2 separate regions of the Mus musculus genome follow, and region 1 is linked to region 2. A link is a contact called in public Hi-C data. All regions are on one chromosome and are shown on one strand. Each heading gives the region's core, a stretch centred on a gene start, on an enhancer-like site or on the middle of the called end of the contact. The rest is flanking DNA. Distances are from core to core; before and after follow the strand shown. Region 1 holds the start of Cyp2c70 (cytochrome P450, family 2, subfamily c, polypeptide 70). Region 2 holds the start of Cyp2c50 (cytochrome P450, family 2, subfamily c, polypeptide 50).

Evidence for each region. A called contact is a pair of places that touch in the nucleus more often than the background predicts.
Region 1: a contact with region 2 is called in a Hi-C map of liver, with 3 times the contacts expected there. The contact joins the promoter of Cyp2c70 here to the promoter of Cyp2c50 in region 2. A contact is called at or near these places in 5 of 39 promoter capture datasets (the 3T3-L1 cell line, cranial neural crest, embryonic stem cells and 2 more), 2 of 484 Hi-C or Micro-C datasets (liver and nephron progenitors) and 3 of 9 other capture datasets (adipose tissue, embryonic stem cells and liver).

Annotation. Positions count from the first base shown.
Region 1 is chr19:40,184,204-40,188,672 of GRCm38.p6, forward strand. Cyp2c70 (cytochrome P450, family 2, subfamily c, polypeptide 70) reads right to left here and starts at 3,083. Exons shown (of 9, transcript NM_145499.2): 1 at 2,892-3,083. The coding sequence starts at 3,059.
Region 2 is chr19:40,086,163-40,090,929 of GRCm38.p6, forward strand. Cyp2c50 (cytochrome P450, family 2, subfamily c, polypeptide 50) reads left to right here and starts at 3,517. Exons shown (of 9, transcript NM_134144.2): 1 at 3,517-3,705; 2 at 4,059-4,221; 3 at 4,384-4,533. The coding sequence starts at 3,538.

The DNA.
Region 1 (4,469 bases), core at 1,833-4,332, 98 kb after region 2:
CACCCACACACTCCCACCTCCTTGCCCTAGCATTCCCCTACACTGGGGCATCGAGCCTTCACAGGACCAAGGGCCTCTCCTTCTTAGAAGGGGGAACAAAATACTCACAAGAGGAAATACGGAGACAAAGTGTGGAGCAGAGACTGAAGGAAAGGCCATCCAGAGACTGCCCCACCTGGGGATCCATCCCATATACAATCACCAAACTATTGTGCATGCCAAAAAGTGCTTGCTGACAGGAGCCTGATATCTCCTGGGAAGCTCTGCCAGAGCCTGACAAATACAGAGCCAACCATTGCACAGAGCACAGGAACCCCAATGGAGGAGTTAGAGAAAGCTGAAGGGGTTTGCAGCCCCATAGGAAGAACAACAATATCAACCAACCAGACTCCCCCAGAGCTCCCAGGGACTAAACCACCAACCAAAGAGTACACATGGAGGGACTCATGGCTCCAGCCGCATATGTAGTAGAGGATGGCCTTATTGGGCATCAATGGGAGGAGAGGCCCAAAGAGACATTTTAATATTCACCCATTCACTGACTTTAAACCCAGTAGTTTAATAAAAAATGACATTTAAGCAGCCATTATCATTATGCTCTTGCCAACATTGCTATTATTACTGTTCTTCAGTGCAACAGAGGCTGATACACATTTGCTCGCATTCTACTTTTACCTTTTCCTGATAAACCTACATTTGCAACAGATTTCTCTGCCAGAATACAAGGCATTTCTCTCAGTCACCTCCACTGTACACTAATAATCATCTCCCGCCACCCCTTTTCCACGTCATCCATACACTGATGGATCTGAGTTCTGGCAGTACTGAGGATGAAGCAAGTTGGACATGTCTGCTATCCAGGCTGTACCTTCTACAGAGTTTATATCAGCTGTGTGCACAGAGCGTGGATCTGATGCCAAGCAGCCATCCATTGCTGTTGAAGGCAAGAAGAGTCAACTCCCCTGTGGCAAATCATTGCATGGTAGAGAAATAGAAAATAAGCTCAGAGAGATTTTAAAATTTGCCTCAAGCCATGAGTTAATTCAGAGCTCCCAGCCCAGGAAGAAGGAATTGTGGAGGCAGGGAGTTCCCTGGTGACTGGCTGTCTCAGGGAAAAGATAGATTTCTGGTCATTCCTTCATATTTCAGGGGATGACTGTCATGTGAATGAATGATAGAGAAGTCATTGATTCATTATCCAGAAAATTTGATAAGAACTCTCAGAACTATTGAAACCTTGGTTATGTCCTTGGCTCCAAATCATTTTATCATCTAGAAAAAATGTAGACTTGAGAATACATAAATTAATATATTTTGTAATTGAACACAGTTCTGCATGCACTGCAGTTCATCAGAGAATAACTGATGTACTGAAAGGAACCTGGGACACACTGTGAGCATGGACTCTGCTGCTCCTGACTGTCACAAATCCCATCCTGGATTCTGTGTCTTTCAGTCATACACGCATGCAATCCTGGTGTTTCCTCCACAAGAAGGGAGACAGACAAGAGAATCCCTAGAAGCTCACAGCCAGCTAGCCTGAGATACACAGCAGTAACTGACAAAGGCACTGTCTCAAATAAGGTGACAAGCAGGACAGATACCCAAGGTTGTCCTCTGACTGCCACATGCTAATTGTGGTGCATATGTGCCCACACTCAAACACATGTATCCATACACACATGTATGCATGCACATGTATGTATATTAGACACACACACACACACATAATATCCACTGGAGTTGGGCCTGCCGGTGCCTGAGTAACTAAAACAAGATAAACACTAGCATCTCTGCCTTCAGTTCGTTCCTGTCTCCTTGACCTTAGAGTGTGATTCAATTCCTATTGGATTCTGAGTGTAGACTAGGTAAGCATTCAAGGGTTTATTCTAAGAGGCTAATTTTCCTGCTTGAATATTGAAGCCATCAAGATGGGGTTCTCTTTCAAAACCTCTTTAGTTGCCCTGGAAGCCGCCAACAATGATCTTAAACCACCAGGAACAGGCAAGCTCTGTAGGCAGCTCACTCCATGAAGAAAAATACTCTAAATAAGGGGAGTCCTCTCCTGGGAACCAAAGTGCCACATCCAGAATCCCAAGGTCATCCCCTGAGCAGTTTAACAACTTCCTGGACACAGAATGAAATCAGTTTCCTCAGCACCAAGCGCACATTGTCTCCTACCCTCAAGAACCAGAAACTTCCTCAGCACTGATAAATAAGACCTTGCTGTACAAAAACCTCAAGCCATGCCTCTGTTTTTTCACCTGTAAAAAACTTCAAGACTGCCAATCCAAGAGAATCCCCTGAGTCTCTTTATCTATCTATCTATCGATCGATTGATCGATCTATGAAAGTGGCCGCTGATATTAAAATACCTTTCGTTGCTGTACTGTAAACCTGTATTCCTACACTTCTTTTAAGGCTTCTTTCCTGGCCTCTGGTAACATCTGCATCCAGTACAGGACTACATATTATTACTAAGGATGTATAATTCACTCATTAAAAAGCACTAAAGGGGAGGGAGGCTGTAGAGATGGTTCAGCGCTTAAGAGCACTGACTGTTCTTCCAGAGGTGCTGAGTTCAATTCCCAGCAACCACGTGGTGGCTTACAACCATTTGCAATGGAATATAATGCTCTCTTCTGGTGTGTCTGAAGACAGCTACAGTGTACTCATATACATAAAAATAAATAAATTATTCTCTTTTTTAAAAAAGAAGAAGAAACGAAAGGAAGGAAGGCAGGCAGGAAGGAAGGAAAGAAGGAAGGAAGGAAGGAAGGAAGGAAGGAAGGAAGGAAGGAAGGAAGGAAGGAAGGAAGGAAGGAAGGAAGGAAGGAAGGAAGGAAGGAAGGGTGGAAGGAAGTCACTGAAAGAAAACTAATCACACTTACCATGCCCATAGATTTGCTAATATTTTTAACATCTACTTGCAAAATATTTCCAACAATTGGTAAAGGAGTGGGGCCAGGTGGGAGCTTCCCTCTGCCACGGTGCTGATTCCATAGAAAAAGAAAAAGAAAACAAGAAAGCCAAATCCCCAGAAAGATGAAGAGAGCCATTGACTCACTGGGAACAAATGCACTGGAAAGCTTATGTTCCAAGGGACTATAAATGCAATTTCCGAAAGTACACAGAGTTTGGACTTTGAGTTTGACCTCTTTATCTTTAGTACACTTTGGTCTGTTTAAATAAAACTGCCCGTTTCCTAACGTTACTTTTTTCTATTATTAGCAACTGTAAAAAGGTGTTTGTCGTTACAACATGACTCTCCCTTCTTTAGAGGGCAGTATGGATACCTATTTTTTTCCTTTTATTCTTTCACCTCTCACATGCTACATTCTGACCACAGTCTCCCTTCTTTCCATGCCTCCCAGGCCTCCCCCACAACATCATCTCTCCTCTCTTCCATTTCTCTTCAGCAAAGGGCAGATCTCTCAGGGATCTTAACTAAATATGACATAACAAGATGCAGTAAGACTAGACACAAACCCTCATATAAAGGCTGGATGGGGCAACCCACTAATAGGGAAAGGATCCCAAGAGCAAGCAAAAAAAAAAAAAAAAAAATCCCTGTTCAGTCTCTGTGAGCCCCTATGACTCCTGCTTAGCTGATTCTGTAGGCCATGTTCTCCTGGTGTCCTTGGCCCCTCTTGCTCCCACAATCCTTCCTCCCTGTCTTCTTCAGAGTTTTCCTGAGTTCTGCCTAATGTTTGACTATGAGTTTTTGCATCTGTTCCCATCAGCTGCTGGAGGAAGCCTTTCTGGTAACTAGGCTGTGCACCAATCTATGAGTATAGTAGAATACCATTAGGAATCATTTCATTGACTTTTTTTCTTTTGGGGAGGAGGAGAGCAATTGTGTTTGGTTTTATCCTAAGTCTCTGGGCCATCCAGCTTCCAGTTCCTCACTATTTATACAGTGTCAGACAAGGGTTTCCACTCCTGGTGGGTCTCAAGTTGACCTATCATTAGTTGGCCACCCCCACAAGCTCTGAGATACCATTACCCCAGCAAATCTTGCAGGCAGGACAGGTTTTAGTTCAAAGATTTTGTGGCTGGGTTAGTGTCCCAGTTCCACCACTGGAAGACTCGCCTGGTTTCAGAAGATGGCCAGCTCAGGCTCTGTATTCTCCATTACGAGGAGTCCTCACAAGTGTCACCCTCATAGATTCTAGGACATTTTCACCTACTAGATTTCCTCATCACCACTCAAATGTACCCCAATTTAAGTTGTCTTTTCCCCTACTGTCTCCCTCCATTCTTCCCTCCCCCACCTGATCCCATGGATGGCTATATTTTACAGTAAAGTTAAATACTATCTGTAACTGTCCTGGTAAGAGTGAAGACATTCTAAACAGAGATGCATATGGCCCTCCCTTTGGCCATCAGATTGTTAATGCTATGATCTTATTTTCCTTGTTAGAACTCCAAGTACTATATTGAAAAGATATAGAGTGGACATTGGAATT
Region 2 (4,767 bases), core at 2,267-4,766:
CTCAGCTATTAAAAACGATGAATTCATGAAGATCTTAGGCAAATGGGTAGAACTAGAAAATACCATCCTGAGTGAGGTAACTCAATGACAAAATAAAACACGGGATATGTGCTCACTGATCAATGGATACTAGCCCAAAAACTCCAAATAACCAGGATACAACTCACAGAGCACATGAAGCTCAAGAAGAAGGAAGACCAAAGTGTGGATACTTTAGTACTTCTTAGAAGGAAAACCAAATACTCAAGGAGCAAATATGGAGATAAAGTTTAGGGTAGAGACTGAAGGAAAAGCCATCCAGAGACTGGCCTACCTAGGGATTCACCCATATACAGTTACCAAACCCAGACACTATTGTAGATGCCAAGACACACATGATGAAAGGAGCCTGATATGGCTGTCTCCTGAGAGGCCCTGCCAGAGACTTACAAATACAGAAGCATATGTTAGCAGCCAAACAATGGACTGAGCACAGGAACCATAATAGAGGAGTTAGAGAAGGGACTGAAAGAGTTGAAGAGGTTTGCAACCCCATGGGAAGAACAACAATATCAACCAACCAGACTCCCCAGAACTCCCAGGGACTAAGCCAACAAAGGAGTACAGCTGGCTCCAGCTGCCTATGTACCGGAGGATGGCCTTGGCATGCATCAATGGAAGGAGAGGTCCTTGGTCCTATGAAGGCTCGATAGATGCCCCAGTATAGGGGAATCAAGGGCTGGGATGTGGGAGTGGGTGAGTGGGTGGTGGAGCACCCTCATAGAAGCAGGGGTAGGGAGGATATGATAGAGTGTTTCCAGGAGGGAGGGAAACCAGGGAAAGGGATTACATTTGAAATGTAAATAAAGAAAACATCAAATAAAAAAATATTTTAAGAGATGATATAAAATTTGCTGTTAGTTTACAGGAGGATAGCACCAAATCTTCTATTGTTTCCTTTACTGTAGTTTGACTTTTAACCTTTTCCATCAATTTTACTCAATCTATACAATGCCAAGAAGCATGGCGGATAAGATCATTCTCTTTATTCATCTAAGTAAGTAAATGAATCAAAACACAGAGTTCTGGAGCTGTGGCTCAGTAGTTAAGAGCACTGGCTGATCTTCCAGAGAACCCAAGTTCAATCCCCAACAACCATATAGCAGCTCACAACTGTCTATAACTCCAGAGGGTCTGGCATCATCCCACAGATATGCAGGAAGAACATTAATGCATCTCCTTGATGCATAGCTAGCCAATCTTCACAGTAGATTCATTGTGTGGATTCATGGCTGTTCACAAGTGCGTGAAAGAACACTGCTGAGAGTAGAAGAACCACACACACACACACACACACACACACACACACACACACACACACACACACACACACGAAGATTATAAGATCCAGAAGTAAAACAGGTGGAGAACAGCATATATGAACTCAAACAGTTGTGACAACAAATACAAGACATCTAGACATTCAAGCCAGAAAACATTCCAGCAAGTATGTGTTGGTTGGGGGTGATCCTACTGTCTCAACAATAGCTGAGAATCTACTAGTAATTGGAAGCTTCCAGAAATAGAATATTAGGTTTTCATTAAAAGTGTGTTCCTGTGGATGAGTAGGAGAGTGGGGGTGTGGGGAGAGGGTATAGGGAACTTTCTGAATAGCATTTGAAATGTAAATGAAGTAAATACCTAATAAAATTGGATAAAAATAACCAAAGCATGATGTATGAAATTCTCAAAGAATTAATTTTTTTTAACTTTTGTTTTAAGGCAGGATCTCTCTGTGAAGTCCTGACCTGCCTACACATTGTATAGACCAGGACTACCTTGAACTCACAGTGATCCACCTGCCTCTGAATCTCAGATGCTTGGATTAAAGATGTAAGTCACCATGTCTAGAAATAAAAAAAAATTTAATTAAACAAAACAAATGAATACTAAAAAAAAAAAAAATGTGTGTTGCCTATTAAGAAAAACACCACATACCCAAAAGTATATACTGGACATGATGGGTTTAAAAAAAAATGAGAATGCTAAGTTGGTGGTTCTGGGATAAAGGACAGATCCATGAGAAGTTAAAGCAGAGATGAGTGAATTCAAAATGTGATGTATGAAATTCAAGGAATTAACAAAGGCACATTGGGAAGGATCACCTCTCTCTAAGGGATTTATTTCCTGCATTATAAGAATGGATCAGCCAACAGAAAAAAAAGGATAAACTGAGAATAAATAACCATTTTTCCATGTGTAAAATGATGCTGCTGTTAAATAAATATATAGAACTTACTTATCCAAAATAAGGTGTGTGAATTTGGGGGAATATGGGGCAATGTGCATAACCACAAGTTACTGCTTACTGTGTTGTAAACTGCCAAGAGCCCGCATCACAAAGTTCAACAAGTTATAAAACCAAACTTTTCTGAACTCCATGCAATAAAAACAGGGATAACCTTATTTACCAGATCTTTGTTTATTTTGTTTGATATTGATTAAAGTCACTTTTGAAGCATAGGGCAAAGTCACTAAATATGGTGGATACAAGCAACTGGAATGTTTCTGTGCAGGGAAAACAGGGGAGGCTTAAGTCCTTCTGTACCACTTTGTCTCTGGGTTCATCAAGGTTGTGAATTTATAAATCCCAGTTTCTCATTCTCAAATGGAAATAATCGTTCTTAAAAAAGAAAGTCGATCACACATAAAAGAGTAAAAGAGTGAAAATTGACAGAACTGCCTCAGGAATGTGATAACATCTTTGACTGCTGTGTCAATGTTTTCTTTAGTATCTTCTGCACTTGAGATTCTTTCCTCTATCTCTTGTATTCTGTTGGTGATGCTTTCATCTATGACTCCTGATTGCTTTCCTAGGTTTTCTATCTCCACGATTGTCTCTCTGTGATTTCTTTATTGTTACTAATTCCATTTTTACATCCTGGATGATTTTGTTCAATTCCTTGACCTGTTTGAGTTTTCCTGTAATTCTTTAAGGGATTTTTTTATTTCCTTTTTAAGGACTTCTACGTGTTTACCTGTGTTCTCCTGTATTTCTTTCTTTCTTTTTTTTTAAGAAACTCCATACCACATTCTATTTATTATATTTTTTAATTACTAAGCATTTGAAATGTAAATGAAGAAAATATCTAATAAAAAAGAAATGATACACAAAAATATACCCTGTAATAAAATCCAGATACATAGATAGATGATAGATAGATAGATAGATAGATAGATAATAGATAGATAGATAGATAGATAGATAGATAGATAGATAGATAGATAGATAGATAGATAGATAGAGTTCTTATTTATCAGCAATATTGGTCATACACAACTCAAGAAATTAAGGTAAGATCTCTTATGGGTACCGCATAAAGAACAAGGTAAAAGAAGTTCTTATTTGTCTTAGTATTGTAGCAATGTCTAGTTGAAAGAGAGATTAAACAATGTTTGATTAGTCAAGAATGTTCCAAAGTGCAATGGATTGATCTGGAGATGAACTACAAAAAAAGGCTGCCCCCAATCACAACTGTGTCAGTAAGAAGAATCTCCATGGATCCAATCCTGGTCCTGGTGTTCACCCTCTCCTGTCTGTTTCTCCTCTCACTCTGGAGACAGAGCTCTGAAAGGGGGAAGCTCCCTCCTGGCCCCACTCCTCTTCCAATTATTGGAAATATCCTTCAGATCAATGTGAAGGACATCTGCCAATCCTTCACCAATGTAAGTATGCCTTATGCTTCTCCAGTATTTTGCATGGGGATATATAAGTCATGATGCTTTCAATAAAATTCTATCACGGGAGCAATATTATTTTAAAATGTTCATTAAGTAGGAAACTGTAATGTAGTTCTTTTGTCACTAGTCCTGGTTGGGAAATTAGTAATGAGCAACGCTTCAGGTTGAAGAACACTTATGTCATTGCATTTTATAATATAATCGCATAGTTTTAAGTTATGCTTATTCAAATCCTTATTTTCTATTATAACACACTACTATTACCAGTCTAAAATTGTTTTAAATCATTGAGAATGCAGTTAAATTTTCCTAACATTTCCATTTCTTTCGATTCCTAGTTATCAAAAGTTTATGGCCCTGTGTATACTCTATATTTGGGCAGGAAGCCCACTGTGGTGTTGCATGGATATGAGGCAGTGAAGGAAGCTCTGGTTGACCATGGGGAGGAGTTTGCTGGAAGAGGAAGGCTCCCAGTTTTTGATAAAGCTACTAATGGAATGGGTAAGTATACATGTACTGCATAGTATGCATAGTGAGCTAAAGGATGGAAAGCAGAGGCCAACTCTGCTCCTGAGACACAGTTTGTGATTCTATGGCAGCCACCAGACATCCTCTACTTCTACTCCAGGATTTACTCTCTAATGTCTGTTTTTATTGCTTTAGGCATTATATTTAGTAAAGGAAATGTATGGAAAAACACAAGGCGCTTCTCACTCACGACTCTGCGGAATTTAGGCATGGGAAAAAGGAGCATTGAGGACCGTGTTCAAGAGGAAGCACGTTGCCTTGTGGAGGAACTTAGGAAAACCAATGGTAAGTGCAGGTTTAGAACCTGATCTAGGTATGGCAGTATGAGTGATTTTGTTCCTGTCCTATTTGAATTATTTTTTTCTAATGAGGTGTATAGGTCTCATGTTAATGTTTCAGTGAATGGCCAATCCATGCATTGCCCTTAGCATAAATGTAGCATAAAATTTATCAAGTGTCTTAACATGATAACAAGGGCATGGTGTCTTCTATGTGTATTTTAATGATATTTTACAATTG